Linked DNA regions of Zea mays: regions 1 and 3 are each linked to region 2. A link is a contact called in public Hi-C data. All regions are on one chromosome and are shown on one strand. Each heading gives the region's core, a stretch centred on a gene start, on an enhancer-like site or on the middle of the called end of the contact. The rest is flanking DNA. Distances are from core to core; before and after follow the strand shown. Region 1 holds the start of LOC100193596. Region 2 holds the start of LOC100193210 (ATARP7). Region 3 holds the start of LOC100502194.

Region 1 (3,396 bases), core at 647-3,146, 170 kb before region 2:
TAGAATATTTGAAGTTGCAAGCACATATTCTTCAGACAGTGCAACGCTTGCCCTCTTATGTTCAAGTCAGGTAACTAAATATTGTGCTCTAGAGCACCCACAGTGTGCCAGGCTTGAAATATATTTTCTTTGCTGTTCCTGCATCGATGCTTCATCTCTGGTTTGAGCCGCAGTGTAGGACATCGATGACTGAACTCTGTTATCATGACTGCAACACGAAAAACCAGGCACCGGAATGCAATGTTGATGTTCGAATACTCTCTTTCCTCTCCGGACATCATTTTGGTAGCACACTGCGGGTGGTCTTATATTTCCTCAAACTTAGTAATCGGTAGTACCTTCTCTTAACAATATTAGTCAGCAATGTAGATTTTGGAGACCTTGGTAGATTGTGTTGTAGTGTAACTTGAACACGATAGGATTAAGATAACTCAGTTTGCTGTTAACTAATGTAAAAAAGCGAAGTTATGGGAAAAAAGACCAGAACTTCTCTCTATGATTTGGTGCACAAAGAGCCTGGTTGCAAGAGAACATTCTAGTGTGGGTTACACTCGATAAGCAAGTATTTCAAGGTTGCAATGCATATGACAAAAAAAAGAATGAATCTGTAGTAGAACATTATGGCCAGGTAGACCTGGAGGTGATGCTTCAACCAAACAATATCTTAGAACTATAGACTATGTACTGAAAACAACCATAAGATTTTACTGCAGCACTGTACCTTTCACTTTCTGTTCATAAACAGGCCGATCACGCATCATCAGTGCTGCAGCCTCCCCATTTAATGGATCAGAAGGATTTGGGTACAGCAACAGCTGTGGAAGGAATACTTCAAAAACATTTACTAGATCTGCAAAAGAGAAATGTAGAAAAAGATCTTGCTCAGACTATAGATTGTATAAGATAAAGTGCTCATAGCAACAATAGAAAGGAAGAGAGTATTCTCACCAAACATTGGGCTCCATGTCTGGTTTATGACATCCAAACAGACAGAGCCAGACCTGCATTTTGCGACCAAACAAGAGTAGGTAAGGAAATGTTAATTCCTTGAGCTTCAACTGCAATAAGAAAAGTAGTTGAAGACCATAACGCTCACATCTCATCGACATTCGGGTGATAAATCTTGTTGATGAAGCCGATGGACGGGGATTTGTAAGGGTATGCATCAGGCAGTTCTACCCGAACCTTCCAGACACCACCTTGGTAGATACCTACCAAATGGAGTACGAGTTCGTGTGAGAGAAAAAAAAAAGTATGACTGAAAAAGAAAGGACGCTTCAGGTCAACTGAGCAACCAATCGAGGATGAAGCTAAACGAACAAGAATATCTGAACACGATCGACAGGGTAGATTGGCAGTTCTCCGGAAACCCATCTCCCCCCAGCCCACGTGGATCATCAGCCCGCCGGGAGGCAGAGGGAGGGGAGAAACCGGGATTCGGCGCGAGAGGGGGGAGGCTGGGATTCGGCGCGAGGGTTATTACTTTCGGCCGGGCCCTTGAATTCGACGAAGAATTCCTGCATCCCGTCGTTCACCATCTCCACCTTGTAGTCGCTCATCATCCTGCGATGCCAAGAAAGCCGGCAAGGAAGGCCAGATCAAGAAAAAAAAAACAAGCAGAACATGCCGAGGGAAATTGGAAGACAGACCAAGAGGTCCAGTATCCTTACAGCTTCATAAGGTCCATCTCGCGGCGCTTGCTCGGGGACGACATCTTGCAAAGCGGAGAAACAAGCAGAAGGGCCCTCCTCTCCGCTCCGCTCCTCGCCTTGGGGATAAGAGGGAGAGAGAGAGGGGTTGCTCAGCCTGGTGCCTTTGACGGTGCGTCCACGTCGTCGTACGCCCTCCCCCCTGCACGAGATTTATTTTATTGCAGCCGCCGAGATGATGAGATGGGAGAGCGAGGGGAGGGGGGCCTGTGGAAGGCGAGAGAGAACGTGCGAGACAAGCACAGGGCGAGGAGGAAAGGGACAAAGCGAACGTAGCAAAACAAATGAGAAATGAGTCTTACGAAACGCAATCAATCACGCAAAACGCCTCCGGTGATCCGTGATCCTATGGCGCCTTTATTCTAACTGTCCTAATTGGGCCTTTCTGAATTTTTGCTCTGCGTGTCGAACTGGAGGTAGGGCCGGGTGGTGGTGGTTTGTAAATAAACGGTTAATTTGCGTCTGTTTTCCTCTCGCTAACTACTGTAGGGTTGGACACTTGGACTGGGCCGGGCAAAACCTAAACCGGTGCCTGTTTTGGTTCGGCAGCGGTGGTGGTTAGTGCTGAGAATATGGGTGGTATTTTTTAGGCAGCAGGAGCACGGTTTAAAAACATGAGTAAGTATGCTCTGACACGAAATAATATGGACTGAGCTAAAAACATGAGTCTAAAGTCAAGTCTTAAATTTTGGCCTGTTGGGCCCCAGCATGGCACATACGTATGGGTCTTGCTTGCGCCGATACGTCCTAATAAATCATATATTGTGTAGTTTCTTTAATTTAGTAATACATAGACTTAATGTTGTTGTAACATTTAGAACTTATGTGGTCAAATGCTACTCATATTGTTTAATATTTTTAATTTAGTAAGCGATAAACTTTATTTGATTGTAATATTTGAATTTTATATGGTTCAAATATATGGGATGACTTAGACCAGCATGGCCCAATGGAGATACAACGTGTTTTAGAGCCACTGATGCAAGCATTAGTGATGCAAAACGGGAACTAATGGCCGGGCAAAACCATTAGTGATGCAACCATAAAGTATTGTACGTTGGACCATCTGGAACTAGAGAAATGGCTATATCTTTAGACAAATCAATATGAAGATATACCAAAACTGGAGAGCTGACTTCTCCAAGGAGATTATATGCAATAAGACGGGATGAGAACTGGGGTGCCGTTTGGTTCACATATTGGTAACGTAATGGACAACCAATAACGTTAAATCATATTTGTTTAAGTTCAACCGTAATTGGATACCACACTAGAAATGGATATCGGCTTATTCAAACTTGTTACCGCCGATCGTTAAGAGTGAATCATTACCATTACTATTTACGTTACATTTTGTGGATCAAACGGCGTCTGGGATAGAACCAGGGTTGAAAAAAAATCGACGTTAAACCTACGGTCCAGTTTATCACCAGCCTTTGGAAACGGTTTCCCACCATGTTTTCTTTCAAATTTCGTTTTAAATTCACAAAAAATAAAAATGTATAAATCAGAAAACAATTATGATAAAATACTAAATGTTTTTTTTGGTATATCTTATTTTTGTTTTTAAAAGCAATTAGTATTTTTGTTAAAAACAATGAAAACCCATTTCTTGTCAAGAAATCTATGAACCTCGTTTTATTTAAATTTGAAAATACAAATAGGTCAAAAAATTAAAAACCTACGA
Region 2 (3,445 bases), core at 243-2,742:
TTCTTGCAAAACCAGAGAGTCTTGCTCCAGCATGCAAGCTATCTCCTCCAAAGCTACACGAAGTTTGGTAGCATCAAATGAGGTCAACCCGCGTCTAGGACGGATTGTTTCCCTCACTACGGAAAATATCTTGTCCGAAATCTCTTGCATCCTTCCAATTGCCTTGTCGGCTATGGAGTCAGCTGAATCCATCTGATGTGGATTTATTAGGTCGTTAGTATACCAGACATGGGGACTATGTACACAAATCTTGGCTTACTTTTCCAGTGCCTAGGCTGCTAACAAAGGAGGCTATACCAAACATTTACTACTAACTTGTGTACTTTTGACACTACAAACACAGTTTCAATGGAGTAACCAAAAAACGTGAACATATGAACAATTACTGCTTAACATACACAATGTTAATGACAAGAAGGGGAAATTAATTAAATGTGAACATCACCTTCGTTGGAGTGGAGATTCTGTGATGCAACAGAGAGACAAACAGCTAACACCCCGAGATCTGAACATCAAATAAACAGGATTTTCGTTACATAGCAGTTCACAATTGGCTTCATTACAGTGGGAAGTTTGAACCACACACGTCGATGCAACCTAAAGCATAATCACTACATGGGGTACACCTGATCCGTAACACGACATCGGGGAAGAAGGGTATGGAAGGTTGGAATGCAACGGCCGAGTGCAACCTTGCGGAAGACCTAGCGGCGGCGAGGTGAAAACCCTTGCGACTAAAACGGGGGACGGGCGGATACGGAAGACCTGGCGGCGGCGAGGTCAAAACCCTAGCGACGATGGAGCCACGTCTACGGGGGACGAGCGGATACAGATGACCTGGCGGCGGCGAGGTCAAATCCCTAGCGATGATGCAGCCACGTCTACGGGGGATGACCGCATACGGAAGACCTGGAGGCGGCGAGGTCTTCCGTATGGACGATGCGGCGAGGTTAAAACCCTAGCGAGGATGCAGCGGGGGACGAGCGCATACGCAACGGAATGGAGGATAATGGAGGAATGTACCTGCTGAGCGAATGCCGCGGAAGGGGAGACGGGACTGTGGTCGAGGCCGTCGCACCGATGCGACGGAGGAGCAGGCGGCGGTTGAGGGAGAGAGCTGAGGCTTGCAGAGGACGCAGGGCTCGGGCGGTGGATGCAAACCCTCTCGAATAGCCGGCTTCCAGCGGACGCGTGGGTCGGGCGGCTTCTGATTTCCTGTACAAGGCCGGCTTCCGTGGGAAGCGCGACCGCCAGAAGCTGGCCCAGAAGCTAGGCGTTTGGCCGCGGCTTCAGCTTCTGGCGGCCAGAATCGCCCTAGAATCCCAAACAAACAGGCACCTAAACTCGCTAGTTTAACGAGTCAAATCGAAGTCCAACGAGACATATTCAGCCTACCGGGAGCGACTGAGCGTACGGGTTATCCCCGTTTCTACGCGCTCGCTCCTGTACCTCTCCCCAGTGCCCAAGAATCCAAGATCTGGAAGGGCCAGGTGGGAGGACCAAGCTTCGTCGACGTCGACTCCTCGTCCTCCCTCACCTCGCTCGCTTCTCTGCAATTCTCCGCAGCCCTCCTCTTTCGGTCTTTCCCGCTGGCCTCCTCTTTTCAAAACCCTCGCTAATCTCGTGCCCCGTCCCACCCACCTCTAGCTTCGAATCCTAGCGCCTCGCCTCCGCATTCTAGGGTTTCCCCGCCTCCGGCGCCGGCCATGGAGGCGGTGGTCGTCGACGCGGGCTCTAAGCTGCTCAAGGCCGGCATCGCGGCGCCCGACCAGGCACCCCCACTGGTGAGCACGCGGATCTCTGGGACGCCTCTCAGTGCACTGTGTTTTTTTAGTTATTTGACCTTCTATTTTGCTGGGGGCCTTTTGCTGGGTAGGTAATGCCGTCGAAGATGAAGCTGGATGTTGAGGACCAGGAGATGGCTGACGGCGCGGTGGTAGAGGAGGTGGTGCACCCTGTGGTGCGCGGCTTCGTCAAGGACTGGGACGCCATGGAGGACCTACTCAACTACGTCCTGTACAGGGACATTGGGTGGGAGATTGGGGACGAGGGTCAGATTCTCTTCACCGAACCCCTCTTCACGCCAAAGGTGATGCATCCTCCTGCTCGAATAGAGCTTGTCGAGAACCTGAAATCAGTGGCGGACGCAGGACGAAAATTCATGGGGGCCAAAAGGACCACATGAGAGCCATAGTTTTCTAGTTCGCCAAGCCCGCCGACCGCAGGGGACAAGTCATATCGTTGCGACAAGCGAGATCTAGCCTGTCGAGCGGATCAACGTCACGATAAAAACAGGACAAGGGACGGAGGCGCCGGGAAGGGGCTAAGTCGGGTGGCGTCGCATCGAGAAGGGGTCGGCGGCAGAAACGGGGCAGCGAGCAGGCTGGTTTAGGTGGTGTCGGGAAGATTAGGGTCAGACTGGTAGATGCAAGGACTGGACTGAGAGGATCCGACGAGCAGGCTCATAACATGGTTGTTTTAGGCCATGTTCTAAACCTCTAGAGCTAACTGTTAACTGGTTTTAGCTGGGTTGGGTCATCTAACAACTAATACTTATTTGAGGGGTATAGCTAACAATTAGTTGATCCATTCTAAACCTCTCACCTAATTTTAGCAACTAGCTATTAGTTTTAGAGATTTAGAACAAGACTTTATACTATCTAAAACTTTGTTTTTTTCTACACTTAATACTAAATAATCATTAGACATAAAAGGATGTACAAAATTGAGGGGGGGGAGGGGATGGCCCACTTTGCCCCCCCTTTAGATCCGCCTCTGCCTGAAATGCTTCATGTTGCAGCCTTGCTGTTGGGGTGTGGTTATGGTGTCCAATCGTGACCCCCTGCTCGAATGAAGCTAAAAAGCTTGTCCAGAACCTGAAATGCTTCATGTTGCAGCCTTGCTGATGGGGTGCGGCTAGGGTGTCCAATCGTGACCCAAATTGTTTTAGGACAACTAAATATGCTGAATTATTAATGGACTAGTGTCCAGTGGTGCTTTTTTTTGGCTTGGCTTATAAGTTGTGGCTAGCAAACATGCTCGTATCTTGCAACAGAACCCAATACGTATCATCGCTAGATGCGAGTTGTTCCAACTCGTATGAGCGTGGGTCATGAGTTCGAATCACATAGGAGGTACATAGGATGCGGCCCTATACATATTGGAATCGAACTTCGTACTCATCACTGCTTATTGCAAGTTGCCCTAACTCTATGATGGTACGAATATGGGTCATGAGTTTGGGTCATATACATGACAGTGACACAGAGGGCATGAGTGCACTTTGGGAAGTAAAATAAGCAGACATACAGGGCATGAGTGCACTTTGTGAAGTAAAATAAGCAGGACCGAAGAAACTCTCCATCGATTGGGTACTCAGGGGGAGTTGACGAAAAAATGGGCAGAGAGAAATTTTACCTCTTTAACATTATTATATTTTATTATT
Region 3 (3,423 bases), core at 320-2,819, 130 kb before region 2:
CTCAATAGATCTCATATGATAGATATTCTTTTAGCAAATCATGGTATAAGGATAGTTTACCTGGTCATTTGTTAGCACTAACGTTGTGTTTTTCTGAAATGGTATGCATTGCACCAGATTTGGCTGATTAATTATATTGCTATTACCAAAAGGTCCATCTGGGAGAGAGTTTGATACTGCAATAAAGAACCTTCCTGTCAAAATTAGTTGAATGATTCAGAAAGCTATTTACGCATTTAAGAATAGATTTCAAGAAAAAGATGAACAAAGAAAGCTAACAGAAGGATGCCCCCCAAAATCAACTATCTTCTTTCTCTACAAAAATATATTATTCATTTGAACCAAACAACTGGAAAGGTAAAGCACTGTCACTTGATGGGAAGTTTCTAGCTCATATAAATAAATATCTTGCTCAACGCCAGCAGGAAATAACACATATGTTAGATGGCTATAAAGTTCAACGCCCTCATGTTGGATGTGAAATAGCACAAGGTGCTGATCATCAAAATTACTCTACAATATTACATTGAAATCTGAAGTAATTGGTTTTCAGTATGAACAACCTGAAGAAAGATTATGTGGTTCTGGATTAGCAAACATGTGCAGTGATGATCTTTCTTATTTTGTCACCCAATGTTTGCGAGAAAGTTATACTAGAACCATGAAAATATATTACAGCACCAATCATGATAGGATTAAGAATAATGTTAATAGGGTATAAAACATCCATTCAATTTAGAAGAGAACAGTTGCAAACTACATATAGCAACCTAAACAAATTTGCCGTACAATTAAGCAGGTGCATGAAATGTTTAAATAGAAAATGGAAACATCAAATGCAACAACAAACACACTAGGAAATGTGGCACTCACATAAATTGTCCAGATAAGAATCAGATATATCAGGAATAGGAGGGTTGGAATTCATCAAACAGATAATAGCAAGCTTGTTTCTTGGAATGCCTTTCAAGCGCTCCCTCTGCTGCATTATTCAAAGAAATATTCCACAAACTATAGATAAGAAACATGTGAGGTATATAATAAATTTAGTAATGTTTAAGTCAAATGGGGGTTGCCACACCAAAAAAATCGAAGAAAAGAAAACTTCCACTCACTGTTATGCATCACAACACAACTTACGCTAGTGTTTCATATCCCTCCGACCCCCATTATATATACAAGGCACTGAGCTCAAAACTGCCCATAAAATGTGAAAGGAAAATGCCAAAAATACAAGTGGTTTACCCATCATTGATTTGGAACACCACAATTCCTCCCCTCCAATTTAGACACTGGCATGTGAACTGATAGGCAGACACGCATGATCTAAGAGCAGTTTAGCCACTCCACTAATCAGTGCTTGATACCAAGCATGACCCCGGTACTACCACTAAGAGTATTAAATACGAACATATACCCACTTAATAAACCTGATAGCAGCGAAAATAACTCTTACTTAATAATTCAATAATGCTCGGCCGAGATGACAGAATCTTTCACTTACAAGGTCTATGTCAGCAGCGAAATCCATGGTGACAGAAGAGAACGACGGCGGGAGCTCAACTGTTCGTACAGGAAGTAGAGTATTAAAAGATCGATCCAGAAAAAAGGAATGAATGAAATAGAATTTCCACGGATGAGACAAATCAGTACAGTAGTATTCAGTTGTAGCAAAGACGTGTCAGAACGGAACACCAAAACTAAACCAAAATTCCACAGCTGCGGGAAAGTAGCATCTGAAAGGCCGAAACTAAACAGAACCTACCGAACTGTTAAGCAAATAGAATTCCGCGACACGTGTGTCGCGTTTTCGGTGAAATTCCACAACAGCTAGTTTCATCACCACGATTCCTATGATCCTATCACAAAAAACGAAATAAAAAAATCGTGCAAACCCCCCGGAAAAAACTAACATCCACCTACACCAAACAAAAGGTATAACATGGACGAAACTTTGCCGAAGAAGGAGAACGTAAGAAAGCCAAAACCGAGATTATAGAACCCTGAAACTGTCTCACCGCGCAGGTAGGTCCAGTCGTAGGGCTTGAGCGAGAGGCGGCCCTGCCCGTAGCTGGACACCACCACAGCCTCCCCCTGCGCAGCGCATCCGCGGGGACCCGGCGCCAACCCCGCGCCCATCACCAACGCCAGCACCAGCACCAGCACCGCGGCCTGCCGCCGCGCCGCGGCCATCAGAGTCCAACGACCGAAGCACCCGCGAAATCCGCGAAGCTCTGACTAAACCCACGCGCTCGCAGTCACACTGCACCAGCACACTGTTTATTCAGGTACCGGGGAATGGGGGAGAGAGGCGAGGAGCTGTTTTTCCGGCACGGCGCTAATCTAATCTGCTGCTGCTGGTTTGCTTTCTTGCCCATCCTTTCCGCTTTATTAATTGCCAGGAAAAAGACTGGAAAAGACGAAAAGCGGCAGGCGTACACGGCTGGCCCCGTACGGAGTAGACCGGTAGGGGTTTAGATAAATATCTTATTTTGGGTAGAGGGTGGGGGATTGTTTTGGTTGCGTTCCCACACGGATATTTTAGAATTTTAATTGTTTTGTATATATTGGATCTTGGATGTGCATGTGCTATGTTAGGAATGTTTGTCAACTTGGTCTTCTTTTTGCAAGACGGTCTACGGAAATTCATTTATATGATCAATTAAAATATTATTTTAAATTATAGTCTGTTTACATAGTAGAGTTTAAAATATATAATAGAGATAGATAAGTTGCTCGAAGTAGTCTAATAGAGAGTGTAAACATCTAGATGTCCCTTTGAAATGCAGAAAATTCAGAGAAATCGAATGGTAATTTTACAAAAATCAGTCCATTTAGGAAAAATTCCTCCATTCTAAAGGAGGTCTAATAATGGTGGAGAAATGTTTTATAGTCCTTCATATATAAATAAACATCTAGACGCTCCTCACATAGTTGCTAAATCTGATCGGCCCGTCCGTCTCGCAGTCGTTTGACGGCACCTGGTCGACCTATCCGGGACATGGTCGATCTGTCTATCTCGCAGTCACTCAACAACATCTGGCCGGCCCGTCCGCCTCGCAAAGTTGCTCGGCGGGACATGGTCAGCCCGTCCGCCTCGTAGAGTTGCTCGATGGGGCCTGATCAATTTAGATGGGCCATCAAAAATAATGGGCTTACTTTGGATACCCCATCCCTAGGTACCCGTCAAGAGCCCCCAAGCCTTCGTGCAACTCCTTGGAGTTGTTCAGAGGCTTTCCTGTCGGGAACTTAGGGTCTTGGGTGCGCGCAAGTGCATCTACTAGATGTAGTTCCCGAGTCTCTGAGTAATTCGTAAGGATTTCTTAGGGGTTTATCTAGTTTGTTCGCAGTTTTGGGATGAACCCTTCTTTGCGATGGTTGGCGCAAATCCTCGCTTGCTCAGTTAGTGTTGGAGTTGGGCGC

Evidence for each region. A called contact is a pair of places that touch in the nucleus more often than the background predicts.
Region 1: a Hi-C map of leaf shows a contact between it and region 2, with 4 times the contacts expected there. The contact joins the promoter of LOC100193596 here to the promoter of LOC100193210 in region 2. A contact is called at or near these places in 2 of 25 Hi-C or Micro-C datasets (both in leaf).
Region 3: a contact with region 2 is called in a Hi-C map of ear, with 2.2 times the contacts expected there. The contact joins the promoter of LOC100502194 here to the promoter of LOC100193210 in region 2. A contact is called at or near these places in 5 of 25 Hi-C or Micro-C datasets (bundle sheath, ear, endosperm and 2 more).

What each region holds. Positions count from the first base shown.
Region 1 is chr5:33,035,667-33,039,062 of Zm-B73-REFERENCE-NAM-5.0, forward strand. It overlaps LOC100193596, which reads right to left and starts at 1,897. Exons shown (of 6, transcript NM_001138699.1): 1 at 1,671-1,897; 2 at 1,484-1,563; 3 at 1,097-1,211; 4 at 949-1,001; 5 at 722-850. The coding sequence starts at 1,714.
Region 2 is chr5:33,204,314-33,207,758 of Zm-B73-REFERENCE-NAM-5.0, forward strand. LOC100193210 (ATARP7) reads left to right here and starts at 1,493. Exons shown (of 7, transcript NM_001138363.1): 1 at 1,493-1,784; 2 at 1,877-2,089. The coding sequence starts at 1,707.
Region 3 is chr5:33,072,322-33,075,744 of Zm-B73-REFERENCE-NAM-5.0, forward strand. LOC100502194 reads right to left here and starts at 1,570. Exons shown (of 14, transcript NM_001363211.1): 1 at 1,505-1,570; 2 at 874-982; 3 at 61-176. The coding sequence starts at 1,531.